3 separate regions of the Rattus norvegicus genome follow, and regions 1 and 3 are each linked to region 2. Evidence: chromatin contacts called from public Hi-C data. All regions are on one chromosome and are shown on one strand. Each heading gives the region's core, a stretch centred on a gene start, on an enhancer-like site or on the middle of the called end of the contact. The rest is flanking DNA. Distances are from core to core; before and after follow the strand shown.

What was found. Hi-C and Micro-C count contacts between places; a contact is called where the count stands out from the background.
Region 1: a Hi-C map of Schwann cells shows a contact between it and region 2, with 5 times the contacts expected there. The contact joins the enhancer-like site here to the promoter of Clcn3 in region 2. A contact is called at or near these places in 6 of 12 Hi-C or Micro-C datasets (the A7r5 cell line, the Rat2 cell line, Schwann cells and 3 more).
Region 3: a Hi-C map of Schwann cells shows a contact between it and region 2, with 5 times the contacts expected there. The contact joins the promoter of Aadat here to the promoter of Clcn3 in region 2. A contact is called at or near these places in 4 of 12 Hi-C or Micro-C datasets (Schwann cells, frontal cortex, liver and 1 more).

The regions. Positions count from the first base shown.
Region 1 is chr16:34,469,267-34,473,833 of GRCr8, reverse strand. No RefSeq gene overlaps it. Among named protein-coding and RNA genes, the nearest start is that of Mfap3l, 30 kb to the right of the region's middle. Within about 2 kb of position 2,198, at least 3 of the 93 cell types and tissues checked have an H3K27ac peak or open chromatin away from gene starts, as enhancers often do. A contact at or near this core is called in Schwann cells, where this site is marked.
Region 2 is chr16:34,135,616-34,140,196 of GRCr8, reverse strand. It overlaps Clcn3 (chloride voltage-gated channel 3), which reads right to left and starts at 2,193. Exons shown (of 13, transcript NM_053363.3): 1 at 1,738-2,193. It also overlaps a transcript of Nek1 not described here.
Region 3 is chr16:34,551,748-34,556,462 of GRCr8, reverse strand. Aadat (aminoadipate aminotransferase) reads left to right here and starts at 1,283. Exons shown (of 13, transcript NM_017193.1): 1 at 1,283-1,461; 2 at 2,237-2,405. The coding sequence starts at 1,395.

The DNA.
Region 1 (4,567 bases), core at 949-3,448, 330 kb before region 2:
CAGCCCATGTCATCTTGCTTATTGGTTAATTCTCAGAAACATCTTTTACCCTACGTCCTATACATGTGAGAAGGAAGCTGTAATTTCTATACAGCTTGAGAAAATAGCCTCATTTCATTCCTTGAATACAATTACCATGTTCCTCTGGTTTTGGATGTGGCTAACTTAAAAATGTCTTTAAAATTGAAGCAATTTGGAAGGCTCATTAACATGAATAACCGAGTCTGGTGGCATAGCTCAGTGGTAGAACACTTGCCTAGCATGCATAAGGTCCTGAGTTCAATCCCTGGTACTGCAATAATAACAGTAATAACAGAAAAGCTAACCTAGCACAAGAAGCCTATAGATTATTATAGCTAACCTATTACAACAAGAAGCCTATAGATTATAGATTATAATTACAACAAGAAGCCTATAGATTATCATAGCTAACCTATTACAACAGGAAGCCTATAGATTATCGCACCGAAAGAAAAAGCTGCTAAGTATTCCTTGGCTGGCTTGGGTATTACGTGCGTTATTCACATATCTGCTTACACACTCATCATCCCTGGCTTGTGAGTAGCCTAGGTTTTTATCTACTAACCCGGAACAAAGAGAAACATGTGCATAACAGACCCGAAACACTCTCAATAAAGAGAAAAACAGAGTCAGTGAAGTCTGAATGGCATTTCAGACCCACCAAGGGAGCAGAGGTTCTCTTCCTATAACACGTAGGTAATAACACAAAACCACACCTCTCATCTCGAAGAGAGTAAAAAGTAGTTTATTCTGGAACCAAGTAAGGGGAACTGTGGTCCGAGAACTCAGATGTAGTTTTTTTCCTCCAAATGCTATGTTCCAACAATTTAACAGTTAGGTGTTTATGGCATCGAAACAAAAAACCAACATAGATCAAGACACTTTTAAAATACAATGGTGGAGACATCCTATCTTGTCATGTTCTAGCAAACTAGAGAAAGCTCTGCTATCAGCCTCAAATGCCACCTGATGGCATTGTCATCTCTTGGATTGGTGTCCATTCATACATTCCAAAAGGATTTACCTAAAACCACAAGGACGCCACTTCAGACACAGGTGTAGGTAGTAAGTGGCTGTCTAAGGGGCTGAGATAATTCAAGGTAATTTGCCCCTAGATCTGCAATACTTTATAATTCCCACAACCACTGGCCTTCTAACCAGATTTGAAGAATGGCTAATACGTGCACAGCTTCTTCCTGGGAACGACAGTCGACACAGCTCAACAGAACTTACTGGAATCTACATTGTACAAGAAACTGTGTGAGATTAGATAAAAAAGAAGCCTAAAGAGAAGCTGCATTTGATATCTGTCTGGAAAATCACCTGTGGTCTGCAGCCCAATAATTGTAATTATTATACAGTCCCCATGTGATCCCTAGATTTTAAAGAAAAAGTCTGCTATTCATAAGAAAATGTATCTTCGACAAAAACCAATCGAGCCAAACAGTCCTGTAACTACAAGTGGGAAAGAAAGTGGGCCCCGTCCTGAAGGTTACCATTTGGATTCTGCTGTTTACTGTGAGAAGGAACAGACTTTTCTATTTGTTGAGAAACTTCTTTTCCAGGATTGGATCAAGTTGGAATAGTCACTTTATCCAAAGTAAAAGTAAGTGTCAAACCATCTTTCGAATTCTGACAAGTAATGCATTCCCTGAGTCTTGGAGTTTCCCATATAGAAGCCCTAAGGTGGGACTAGGCTTTGGCTACCTGACTTCCAGATATGTCCATACTTTACTTAGTTGGTCCCCAGAAAGGGAGCCAGACATCCACTAAGCTACCCTGTATTCTTAGTGCCACCTATAAGAACAGATGTCACTAGCTCTTTACATGTTTCCCATCCTTATCACTGCAAGTCTCTGGGATTCCCAGAGGACCTTATGCACCCTCAGGGCTTCTCATCTTTCTCCCCATGGGAGTTCTGTGCCCACTCCAAAAATTTGGTGTTATATCTACTCAAAGGATAAAGTATAGAATTCTCTTCCCTTTCCTCTTAGTTTTAATAAGCAACTACATCAGTGAGTAAGGCTTGAAAATCCCGCAGAAAGGAAAAGAGTGGTGAGAATTGCTACATTTACTTTTGGATTTCATGTTAGGCAGGCACAAAGCCATAGCTGCTCCCACAGAGGTCTCCGTAAAGAGGCCAGACTTCTGGGCATGAGAGACCCTTTGTTCTGAGCAACATTCTGAAATGAACAATGTGGTCTCCCTGTCAAGTCTGAGGACAAAGAAGCCAGCTTGTGGGCCATACTCCTGAAGAATGTCTTTGTCTGATTTGGTTTGTTTGATTATGTGGGTAACAAAACTCCCAACTATATACAAGACAAAACTCTCCCAGAATCCAAGCCAAAACATCTACAAAGTCAAAATTGTTGCCAAGGGGTCTCATTGAGTGCACCCATAAACCTGGTGGCTTCTAACCATCCCATTTAAACATCTACCCAGCTTTCAGGAAACCCGCCTGTAGGAGGCAGAATCCTGAGTGCATTCTTTTCTTTTCTCCCTGCCAATAATCTGATCCTAAGTAAACGAAGCCTTGGGAGAGATTTAGAATAAGGAGTGATCATTTGTAATACCTATTTGTATCATAGGCTGGCAAACCTTCCAGGAGGGAAAGGCTTTGGTGTTGTGTGGAAGGAGGTCCGGAAAGGTGTGGTTTCAGCTGGGCCCTCTCCCTCCTTTTAGTTTCAAGCATGCCACTTGATATCTAGATTATTCCAGCTGGATAACTGGTTAGACCACACACATGCTCACACACCTCCAAAGGTTCAGCCACCTCAGCGCACAGGCTCGACTCGAAGGAGGAAGAGAATATTTTCCTAACACCGATTCAGACTTCCAAGTGGCTTCACTCTCCTCAGCGACCAAGATTTCAGAGAAACCCTTGTTTCCTTTCACTCCCTCCACACACATCCCACCGTCCCAAGCATGCTGTTTCAAACTCCCAGGAACAAAGAGGAGCCTAAATTAGAATTGCGTATTATAGCCAGACTTTTGTCTATTACATTGTGGGTTCTTTTTTTCTTCCACTCTTTCAACTGCCCAACACTAGATAGGAGAAAAAAATAGAGAGAAGGGGAAAGGCAGTGTTATCGTTAGACTACTTATTGCTGATTGTGGCTGTAGCTGTCAGGGTATCTAATTTCTTGTTGTTTCTTCTTTGCACAGGACTACTTAACAAACCGAGACCAACAGCAAATGAACAACCAACAAACCCTTGGGGCTCTGGCATTTATATACCCCCTGAAAAGTCCTCAGACTTCCAAAAGTCCCACAATCACAGAAACTACCTGCAGCTGGCAAAATCGCACCCCTGCTAGAGCACAAGCCAAATCATAGTCAGTTGCTGTGGAGTCTGAAGCAGCCCTGCATCCCACATCGGGGATTAAAATGAAAGCACATTCTTATAATATTCCTGTCTTTTAAAAGAAACCAAACTTCTCACTAAAATATATAGATGTAGAAATGTATATAGTATATTAATAATAACGTAGCCTCTTACTGCTGCCTCTATGAAGAGTATAAAGTTGAAACATCTACTGCTCTAGGAGGATGAAGTTAGGAAAGATGGTGATGGAGAATGACATCTGTCCCTCGTCAGTCACCAAGCACAAGACTCAACGATGACGAAAACAAGCTAGCTCCTTACGTAGATTGCTCTTCCCCATTCTCCAGACTCTCTGATATGGCTTGGGCTATTGAATGAACATAAACATGCAGAATACTTTTTAAAATTAACTGATGGTCCCCTTATCCATGTGAACCTACCCCTCAAAAAAGGGAGCCAATTAAAGTTTGGCACTAATGTCTTTTTAATCTTGTTTGGATGGTTTTTTTCCTTTCTTTTCTTTTCACCTCTTTAGTTTAAAGAAAACAAGTTTATTTACCATACTGCAAGGCAAGAAAAACCACAGGTCTATTACCTTTCCCCTCTTACCTACAAGGGTGAGAACTATCTCTCCAATATACTGTGCAGAATCTCCTAGAGGGATTGTTAAAGGCTTTGAATGATCTTTCCAGGAGAGACACTGATGAAAAATTAACTTAGGGGCAAAGGCTGTAGCAGGCCTGAGCATGATAACCATGACACCCACAGGTTTTGTCCTTTACCCTTCTTTCCCTTGCTAAATTGTTGGACTACGTTCCTAAAGCTTGCCTTCGAGGTCTATTGCCTTATTTGGATGCTGACTCATTCTGGAGACTGGTCACCAAGGCCCACCTATCAAGACATCAAGGTCCAGCAATCGAAATCCATTGCTTTGACTATCCTAACACCCAGTCAGAATTTACCAACATACTCTAGCTCATTCTAACACAGGTCTCTCACTTTTCCCTCTTAAAACCAACACCTACAAAGCTCTCTGCTTCTGTTTTTGTCCAATTCAGATTCAGTGACTTTGTCTATTTGCCTTGTTCAATAAAGGATCTCTTTGAAGTTTGTCTGTGCTTGGAAAGTAGTATTTAGGTGTGGTCTGTGAGTAATCTGGGATCCAGAGAGGAGCACCATGCAGTATTCAGGTGCCTTCGAGGGGAGGAAAAGATTGATTTG
Region 2 (4,581 bases), core at 944-3,443:
ACCTAACCAAGCAACACTTATCTTCAGGAATCAAAGGAACAGTCTTATAAACAAACATGAATGTGCACAGAAAGCCATAAAATGTATTAACGCAAAGGACTGGCTGCTCTTGTTAAAAACAACACTCACAAGAGTTTCTGCAATGGAACTATGGTGCCAGGACTCTCTTTCCAACGCTTCAGTAGAATGTCACCTAGTGGGGCTTGCAGGACCCTGCAACCATTGAGGATTGAAAGCAGGAGCTCGGGGATGACACTGCTGAGCTCGGTCTGGCACTTGGTGCTGTGGGACCTTAGGAATGATAGTCAATTCTCTCTCAAGTTTCCACACTTGTTAAACGGACAAAGTCAGTGTATTTACTTTATGAGATTCGGGAAAAATGGGAGGGTGGGGAGGGAGAAAGCGAATGCACTCTATTTGCACGTAGTGTATGCATCATGTTGGAAGTGTCTGCTGACAATTCTGACCACAAAGCAAGAAGGAATTCTATGAAGCAGTCAGCGGTCAAAGCCCTCAGGATGCTGCTTTGATATATGACCCACCACAGAGATCAAATCTGGCTTCCGGAGAGGTCTGAAAATTAGTACCAGCATGTCACAACAGGAAACAGAAAGCCTATCACCAACATGACCTGGACACTTGCCATTTTTTCTACCAAAAAACCCCAGAACTTTAACAAATCTGTTCTTCTGAACTACATAGATTCAAAACCAAATTAATTCTTTAAAGCTTTAATAAGGTACATAGGCAGCACTATTTCCAAGTAATGGCCCACGTTATTCATACTGACCTCTTAAAATCATTTGAGCTGCCACTCAAAGAAAGGCTTTGAAGTAAGTAGAAGGAAAGGAAGGAGTGGGGATTGAATGGTATCTGGGATAAATTCTGCAAACACCATATAAACATTCAATTTGAGAAAATACCCATAAGTTATACACCTGAATTTAAAGCCATTAGAAAAAACAAAAACAAAACCCACATCAGCAGAAGGAACACCTTTCAAAATTGCTCAACAACATCCACATAAGCATTAAACTTCTTGTATACACTCCCGAACTGAAAGAACAGTTTTTTAGTATTTACAAAAGCATGTAAAACTGATCCAACGAAAATAACCATCTAAATTCTTCATGGGTAAGAAGTACATCTACAAAGTGTCAATTATATATCAGCCACAGTGATAGTGCAGGACTATCGAAAAAAGTTTTCAGGACTGAATTTTTAAATTTTATACTCGCATACATGGAAAACTATTAAAAGGTATGGTCACCATTCGTCCAATTGTCAAGAGTCATCATTTTCAAAATGGAAATCTCGGCCTACAATTAGAACATACCCGATGAATATGCAATTAACTTCCTTGTGCTCTAATTTTAAATGCCGCACTTTAAATAAAGCACGCCAGACGAAAAGTTCTCTAAAGTAACTTCTGCTTCAACAAGTTTACTACCAAAACGCAAATATTTGCACAAAAATGATTTGATAAACATAAGTCTAAAGGCCAAAAGAATAAATAAAATAACCTAAACGTTTTTAAACTTGAGCAAACTGTAAATTCAAGATTAATTCTGTGCTGGTACCTAGTTTTAATTCTACTTATAGGTCTTTTGAAGGTTCCGGGAGGAAACAAGATTTTTAATGGGCTGGACAGCAGGTAGGTAGGTACCTCGGTGGGAACGCCAGAGCCTGGTCTCGCGGTCCACCGTCAAGGAGTGAACCTGACAGCTGGCGACTCACCTTGCAGCTCAGAGGCATAGCAAGCTCGGCGGCTGGTGGATGCGCTGCCTGTGGACCCCGCATCTGCTTGAGATCCCGCGCCAGCCGCCCCGGGAGCTTCACCGGGACACGGCTGCCGGGTGGCCACCCCGGCGGACTTCACTGCTACCCGGCTTTGGGAAGAGGTTACGTAAATGCGGCCAGGTGGGACTGGCGGAGGCTGGTTTCGGGGTGAAGTTCAATCCTCCGGCTCTAGCGGGCCCTCTAGTCAACCTGCCTCTGCCCCGACTTGAGTCTCCGGGTTCACAGCGCTTTCAAAGGACTACAGGGCAGCCGCGCTCCACCTCGGGAGGAAAGTAACCCGGTTCTCACGCCTCCGCCCACTCCAGCCTCATCCTCCGGACGGCGGGCCCGCCCCGAGCGCACCGGCACTGAGCTGGCAGCAGAGCGATCCCGACCGGACCGGCCCTGACCCGCTGAACTGGAAGAGAAGCTGCAGGAGTCGGAGCCCGACAGGTGCGTCGCACGCGCGTGACGTCACCGCGTTGACGTGAACGGCCGCTCGGCGTCCGACCGTCCCAGCATTTCCTCCCACGGCCGCACAGGGTGGCACATCTGCGCCTATTGGTCGGAATGCAACGGTGGGCATGACCAGGGCGTGGCAGAGAGAAGACTCCTTGGGCGAGCCTCGAAGGCTGCTCGAAGCCGCCGTGATGGACCTGTTTTCACGTCGCTCACGTCCTCCCTAGCCGAGAAGGCGCTTTCGGAAGCGAGCGGTCGCCGGCATCGTGGCTAAGCCTGGCTTCCTCTCAGTCCTACCTGGACCGAAGCCGAAGCAGGCTGAAGCGAGCGTGTGAGCCCCGGATTCCAGACCCGCGTCTGATGCTTCAGGACCTGTGATGATGTGCAGTGTGTGTTAGGTGTCACCCAGCCTCACACGCCGTCATAGGTTATGTGCTTAACAAAAAACACCAGAGAGAAAATCCCGATGAACCCAAATTTAGACACCACTCATTTCAAAAAAAAAAAAAAAAAAAAAGAGGGTTCCACGTGGTCTTACATACTGAGTTCCTATCGCGTGTCACAATACACAGGAAACCTGTCCCCTTGCTCAAGGAGCTGTATTGTGACTCAGCAGGGGAGTGCATGTACAAATGCCTGGCCTCGGCCCGAGCTTGCCCAAGAGCCTGGTGAACAGGTAGGTGCAATGTTTATAACTGAACAAGACCTATGGGACAGTATGGCAGTCGCCACTGGGTGGCAGAACTAGACATGTCTCGGTTGAGTGTCTCAAGTGTATTTATATATCATCGAATGAATACTAATGTCCTCATATATTTACTGTCTTACATATATTAAAAGTGACGGGTTCTCACTGCCAACATGTAGCCTGATTCTTTTGCATAAGGAACATCTAGATTTTTATTTATTAAGCAGTAGTCATAGCCAATCGATCTGTTTTCTATAAAGATGACAGATTCCTTCTGTACTATTTTCTTTTGTGAAAGATCACTCTTTTAAGTAGACAAGAGAACTGTCTACTTGTACACTTGGTTTTTTTTGTAATACACAGTAATTTGTGAGAAAAAATATTTATTTTAAAACGTGTTGGGCACGGTTTATGGCATACCAGAAGCACTGTGTTCTACCTCCAGCTTGACAGAAGTAAAATATTTATTTCTGGTATACATCCAACTACACTAGTAGTTCTCAATTTCACTCTCCTCGCAGAAATAATTTTAACTGTTTCCAGATTAGCCGTAAGCCTTTCTGAAGCTCAGATAATGTGCTGTGTGGTAGCTTCATCATTTACACCTGAGAAATCACTTTCTTTGTGATTCCTCCTCTGAGATTATTATCAGAAAAATCCACTGACAACAAATCTCTTCGTTAGCAGACCTGAGTTGGAAGACAGCGTCAGGACATCCCTGGCACTGCAGTGTAAGTGCTATGGCATGGACCCTTGCACACTTGCTCCATCTCTTGTCCTATGGAAGGGAGCCTCCTTAACTGAGGAGCTTATGGACCCTTTAAGAGTGATCTTCTTATGGCAGAGATAATTCTCAATAAGGAATTTTTATACTTATAAAAAACAAACTGAAACCCCAGCCTGACTGTCAATATTCTTAGAGCTAATGGGAGTTTGTGCGACGATCCTGTTGCTATGCAGATGTATTCTATTAGAGTTCTAGAGGCTAAAATTCTGACACAGGTCTCACTGGTTAAAATCAAGGTTGGTCAGGTGGTTTCCTTCTAGAGGCCCTAGGGGAAAATCAACCTTGGTGCTTTTGTAGATAATTAGAAAACATTTGAATTTTCTCAGCTCCTTTACTCCATCTTCAAAGTCTTCGGTGATAGGCAGAGTCCTTCCCTAACCTAATTTATTGATTTAGGGATCAGACAGACAAGGGTGTCTTTGGGGGGAGGTAAAATATGCTACCAGTCCTGGAATACTTAATTCAGCTTTTTACAGCATAACATCTTAGTATACATTCTAATATACCGGAAATACTCAGAGACACAGAAAAGTAATTTATCTGCAAAGGTCGGTTTCTCTTTTAAGTTGGATTTTGCTGTTGGTAGAACTGAGCTAAAGCAGGAATAATAACCAAACCCTGTTAATATTTAGATTGGCTCTTCCCTCCCCATACCAGCCAACTAATTGGTTTAGGTCCCTAAGAAAGAAAAAGGAAAAAAAAAAAAAAGATGAACTCACACTGCAAGTGTATTTCTGCCAAATGTACCATAACCTGTCCATTAGTCTTCCTGGTACCTTGGCCAAAGGAAGATAAATAAATAGTGCCTACAACCTGCGAAAGGGCTAAGTCTTTCCCCATGTCAGTAGTTTTCCTGCTTTGAGAGTAC
Region 3 (4,715 bases), core at 34-2,533, 420 kb before region 2:
CCCAGCCCCAGCTTTTTTTAAAAACTCTGTATTTCATGATTTGATGGTCTAAGAGTCTATGCTTTGTGTTGTGTCTTCAGAGTGTAAGAGTGCAGTAAGAGGGTGACCTTCAATGCTGAGAAGTCAGGCGAATTGTGGCGTATTTCTTTTAGCCTCATAATGGTTATAACTTCCGAAGCCCCCCTCACCAGTCTAAGGACCGTCCTCTTGAGTGGAAAGTCCCCTACCACCATGACTGTTTTAAACCACCATGGTCAAATAAAGCTGACACCTCAAGAGTCATGAGATCTCCCGTTTCCCGGGACAAGCTTTAACCCTGTGTTTTCAACTGTTCTTTAATAATTTTGGAACTCGATCACTATATGGCGCGGGCACCTCGACTGCTGAAAGGACTCCCTGAGCCCTTCACTGTGCACTCCTTTAAATAACTAAACTTAAGACAGTTTCTCTTTGTATCGTCATCGACCAGGTAATTTCGAATTTGATAATCGCTTTATCTGCACCATATCCAACACACTTTGAACCGAGCTCTTACACAGTGAAAGTTCTGCAATTCAGTGAGAGAAGAGGCTGAAAATTGAGGAGACTGAAGACTAAGTTTTCAAATTTGCGAGGGTGGGTTAACTCTCCCCACTCACTGTACCAGGCTTCTGTTTTGAAGAGTTACCTGAATTCATCTGGGTCCCCTTGAAGATTTAGGGGTAGGGATGAGAGAGGGAGCGAGAGAGAGAGAGAGAGAGAGAGAGAGAGAGAGAGAGAGAGAGAGAGAGAGAGAGAGAGAGAGAGAGAGAGAGAGAGAGAGACCTCGATACTGAGAGCGCCTCTTGGTACCCGTTGCAATGGAACAAAACCACCACCAGAGGGTAGTGAAGGACAAAGATCTTGAGACCTGAGACCTGAGATCTGTCCAGTTCCGGGCACTCATTTCAAGATCTGTCCGGGAGGGCCGGAGTGGGGGGCGTGGCCAATAGCAACGCTGTACTGCAAGACTGAGCAGCAAGGTCCAGAATCCATCCTGCTTTTAAGTGAATTCGGGCACCGATCCGATTGCTATTGTGCATCACAGCAGGGCCTCTCGCCACGCCCATCCCTGACCGATGACTTAGGTGGCCTGAGGTCAGCTGCCATAGGCCAGGACGCGGGGTGGGAGGGGGCGTGGCCGACTGCGGTCCACTCGGGTCAGATACTGCCACTCGGTGGATGAACTTTGTCCCTTCTGTCGCCTGACCCGGGCCTATTTAGATCTCAGACACTGACAGCGGCTGTTAGCCAGGCAGATTGGGTGGCACTCCGCAGCACTACCCGGAGACAGCTAACAGTGCAGCCCGAGTGATCTGGGAAGCCGTTCTCAGTGACCGACTTTTCTAGTCCTGTTCCACGCGACCAGCAGAGACATGAATTACTCAAGGTTCCTCACTGCAACGAGCCTGGCCAGAAAGACATCCCCTATCAGAGCTACAGGTGAAAAACAAAGCCGGAGCCCGCTCCGCTCTGCAAGAGTTGAGTTTTCTTAGCCGAAGCTCTGTGCGGTGCCCTGTTTTGGTGATCACCGCTAGGTCGCGCCCATTCATTCAAGTGTGAAGACAGTCTGTGAGCGTTAGTGAAGGAGGAGTTACTTAACTTTTGTTCACTAAGAGCTTGGGCCAGAGGCAAAGCAAAGCAGTGACTACTTTTGCAGGAGTATTTAGAGATGAGCCTGGGGGCCAAACATGGGGTACACCTTGCAAGAAAGGCTCTACAGGGAAGACAGGACTGGGGAATGGGAGCCAGAGGTGGAGCAGGTAGGTATTGGGCAACGGGGAGAAAGGCCTTCTGCTACTGCGGAGAGCCCTTTTTCTTGGCCATCTGCATTCTTGGATTCCTCCGGCAGTGAGGAAGCCTAGAAAAAGTTATTTTGCACTTATTTTAGACTAGCATTCAGTCTTAGCCCAGTATGCTGCTACGTCAGACTAGAGGAGCAGTAATTCAATAAACAGCAAGAATACTCTCTCGGTGGCGGAGGCCACCATGTCCAACATCAGGTACCCGTGAGGGCAAATCCAAATAGACGATGCTTCTCGCTGCAGTTCGGCCTCTTTAGAAGGAAATTTCGTTTCTGAAGGCAGAGTTATCGTGATCTAATCCCATCTTTAATATATCATATCGAGTACTAGATTCTAGTATAAGACTTGGTCAGAGACACTAACGTTCAGACCACGGGACAGTGGACGAATTTTTTTTTCCGTGTTTATCATAGTGGAGATAATGAGTAGAGCACCCAAAGACATCATCTCCCTGGCTCCTGGATCTCCGAACCCGAAAGTGTTCCCCTTTAAGTCAGCTGTCTTCACTGTGGAGAACGGAAGCACCATCCGGTTTGAAGGAGAGATGTTTCAAAGGGCCCTCCAATATTCCTCAAGCTATGGGTAAGTGTTCAATAGATGTAGGCTCATACTGGTTCATTTTCCAATGCCATTGATAAAGTGACTGAATTCTTTTGTTGATGGGGTGTACAATGATAGGGGAAGTTGGGAGAAGAAATTTTAAAATACAAAAACCAAAATCAGTACTAAATGCTTCACACACCCCAGGGACTAGCTTTCAACTTTAAATGACTGGGAAAGCCAGAGAAACATCTAGAAGAAAGTCCCATTTGAGCTGAGTATGATACTGAAAAGAACACTAGGTGAAGCATCATAGTGGGAAGAGAGAGGAAATGTATGGAACAGTCCTTGAACAATAATGATCTTTCCTATTTTAAAAGAACTAAATGTGGATGTATTGTTTTTATAGAAAATAGACTCTCTTCTCATATATTTTATCCTGAAATATGCTTTCCTCGCCACTCCTCCGTTCCTCCCCAACTCCTCTCCCATCTAGATTCATTCCCTTTCTGTCTCTCATTAGAAAAGAACAAGCTTCTAACTCAACATGACAAAATTTAAAATATAAGATGGGGCAAAAACTGTCACATTGAAGTGGGACACGGCAACCCAACAGGAAGAAAAGAATCCCAAGATCAGGCAAAAGAGCCGGGGACACACTCATTCTCACAGTCAAGAGTCCCATAAAAACACTAAGCCAATAGCGGTAATGTATGCCGAGGACCTGTTGTAGACCCTGGTAGGGCCTGTACTTGCTGTTTCAGTCTCTGTGAGCTAGTATGCACCTTTCTTAGTTCATTCAGAGAACCATGTTCTCCTGGTGTCCTCTATTCCCTCTGACTCTGACCTCTGCCTCAACATTCCGTGAGCCCTGAGGGAAGGGATTTGATGGGAAACTCCAATTTACACTCTCTCTACATAATGCCTGCCTGTGGGTCTCTGCATCTGTTCCCATCCACTGCCTCTCTGGTGATGCTGGATGCAGCGTCCCTCTCTGACTATGCCAGAGTATCATTAGAAACCATTTTGTTTTGGTTTGGTTTTTGTTTTTACCGGTTGTGTTTGATAGGTCTTTGAGCTATCTCGTCTTGGGTTTCTAGTTTACCAAGCATTGTTGGGGATGGGCTCCTGCCTATGGAGTGGGCCAGAAGTCAAATCAGACATTGGTTGGCCACTCCCACGAGTTCTGTGCAACCATTGCGTCACAGATTGTAGGTCAAAGATTTAGTGGCTGGGTTGGTGTCCACATTCCTTTTTCGGTACTCTAAAGAGTACCTTCCCATACCAGAGAAACTGAAGGCACCGCGTAGACACCAGCTGAACAGCCATTTCACTGAGTTGTGTGGGTGTTGTCCTCAGCAATGGCACCCCCTTGGCCCACAACTCAATTGAATGCAACCCAGTCTTGCCTCTGGAAGCCTCACCTGGCAACAATAGATAACCTGTTGATACTCCTTTTCTGGCATTACTAGAAGTCATCATCCCTCCCCTGTCTTTCCCTGCGGACTGTTTCACTTTCCATAACCTTTCCAAGTCTGTGGTTGTATCTTGTGTATTGATTGCTTAGCATATATCCACTTACAAGTGAATGTATCTACATGCCATATTTGTCTTTCTGAATCTGGGCTACCTCACTTGATTTTTTTTCTAATTCTATCCATTTGCCTGCAGCTTTCATGATGTCAATAATTTTAACAGTTGAGTAATTCTCTAGTGTATAAATGTGCCACATTCCCTTCAGCCAGTCCTCTGTATCAGGGCATCTAGGTTGTTTCCAGTTTCTGGCTATTAAGAATAAAGCCACAGTAAACATTGTTGAGCTAGTGTCTGGGATATGATGGACCATCTCTTGGGTATATGCCCAAGAGTGGTATAGCTGGGTCTTGAGTTAGATCCATTTTCTGAGGAACTGTAATATTGATTTCCATAGTGGCTGTGATTCCTCTATTGAGACTTCTCTGTTTAGATCTGTATTTCCATTTTGAATTGCTTCGTTTGTTTTTCTGAGATCTATTATTGAGTTCTTTATACACTTTGGATATTAGTCCTCTACCAAATAAGGAGTTAGTAAAAACTTTTCCCACTCTGTAGACTGCCATTTCATCCAATTATTAGTGTCCTTTGCTTTTCAGTTTCATGAGGTCTCACTTATTAAATATTGATCTTAGTGCCTGTACAATCTGTGTTCTGTTCAGAAAGTCTTCTCCTGTGTCAAAGCGTTCATTGAATTCTAGAGCATGATAGCTGTGTGTTGCCTGTTTTACTGGCCTACTCACCTGGTATGTCCTCACAGAATACCTGCTGGTGCTGATGGCTGGGAGACAGTGATGAGTGAGGGAAATGACAGAAGGA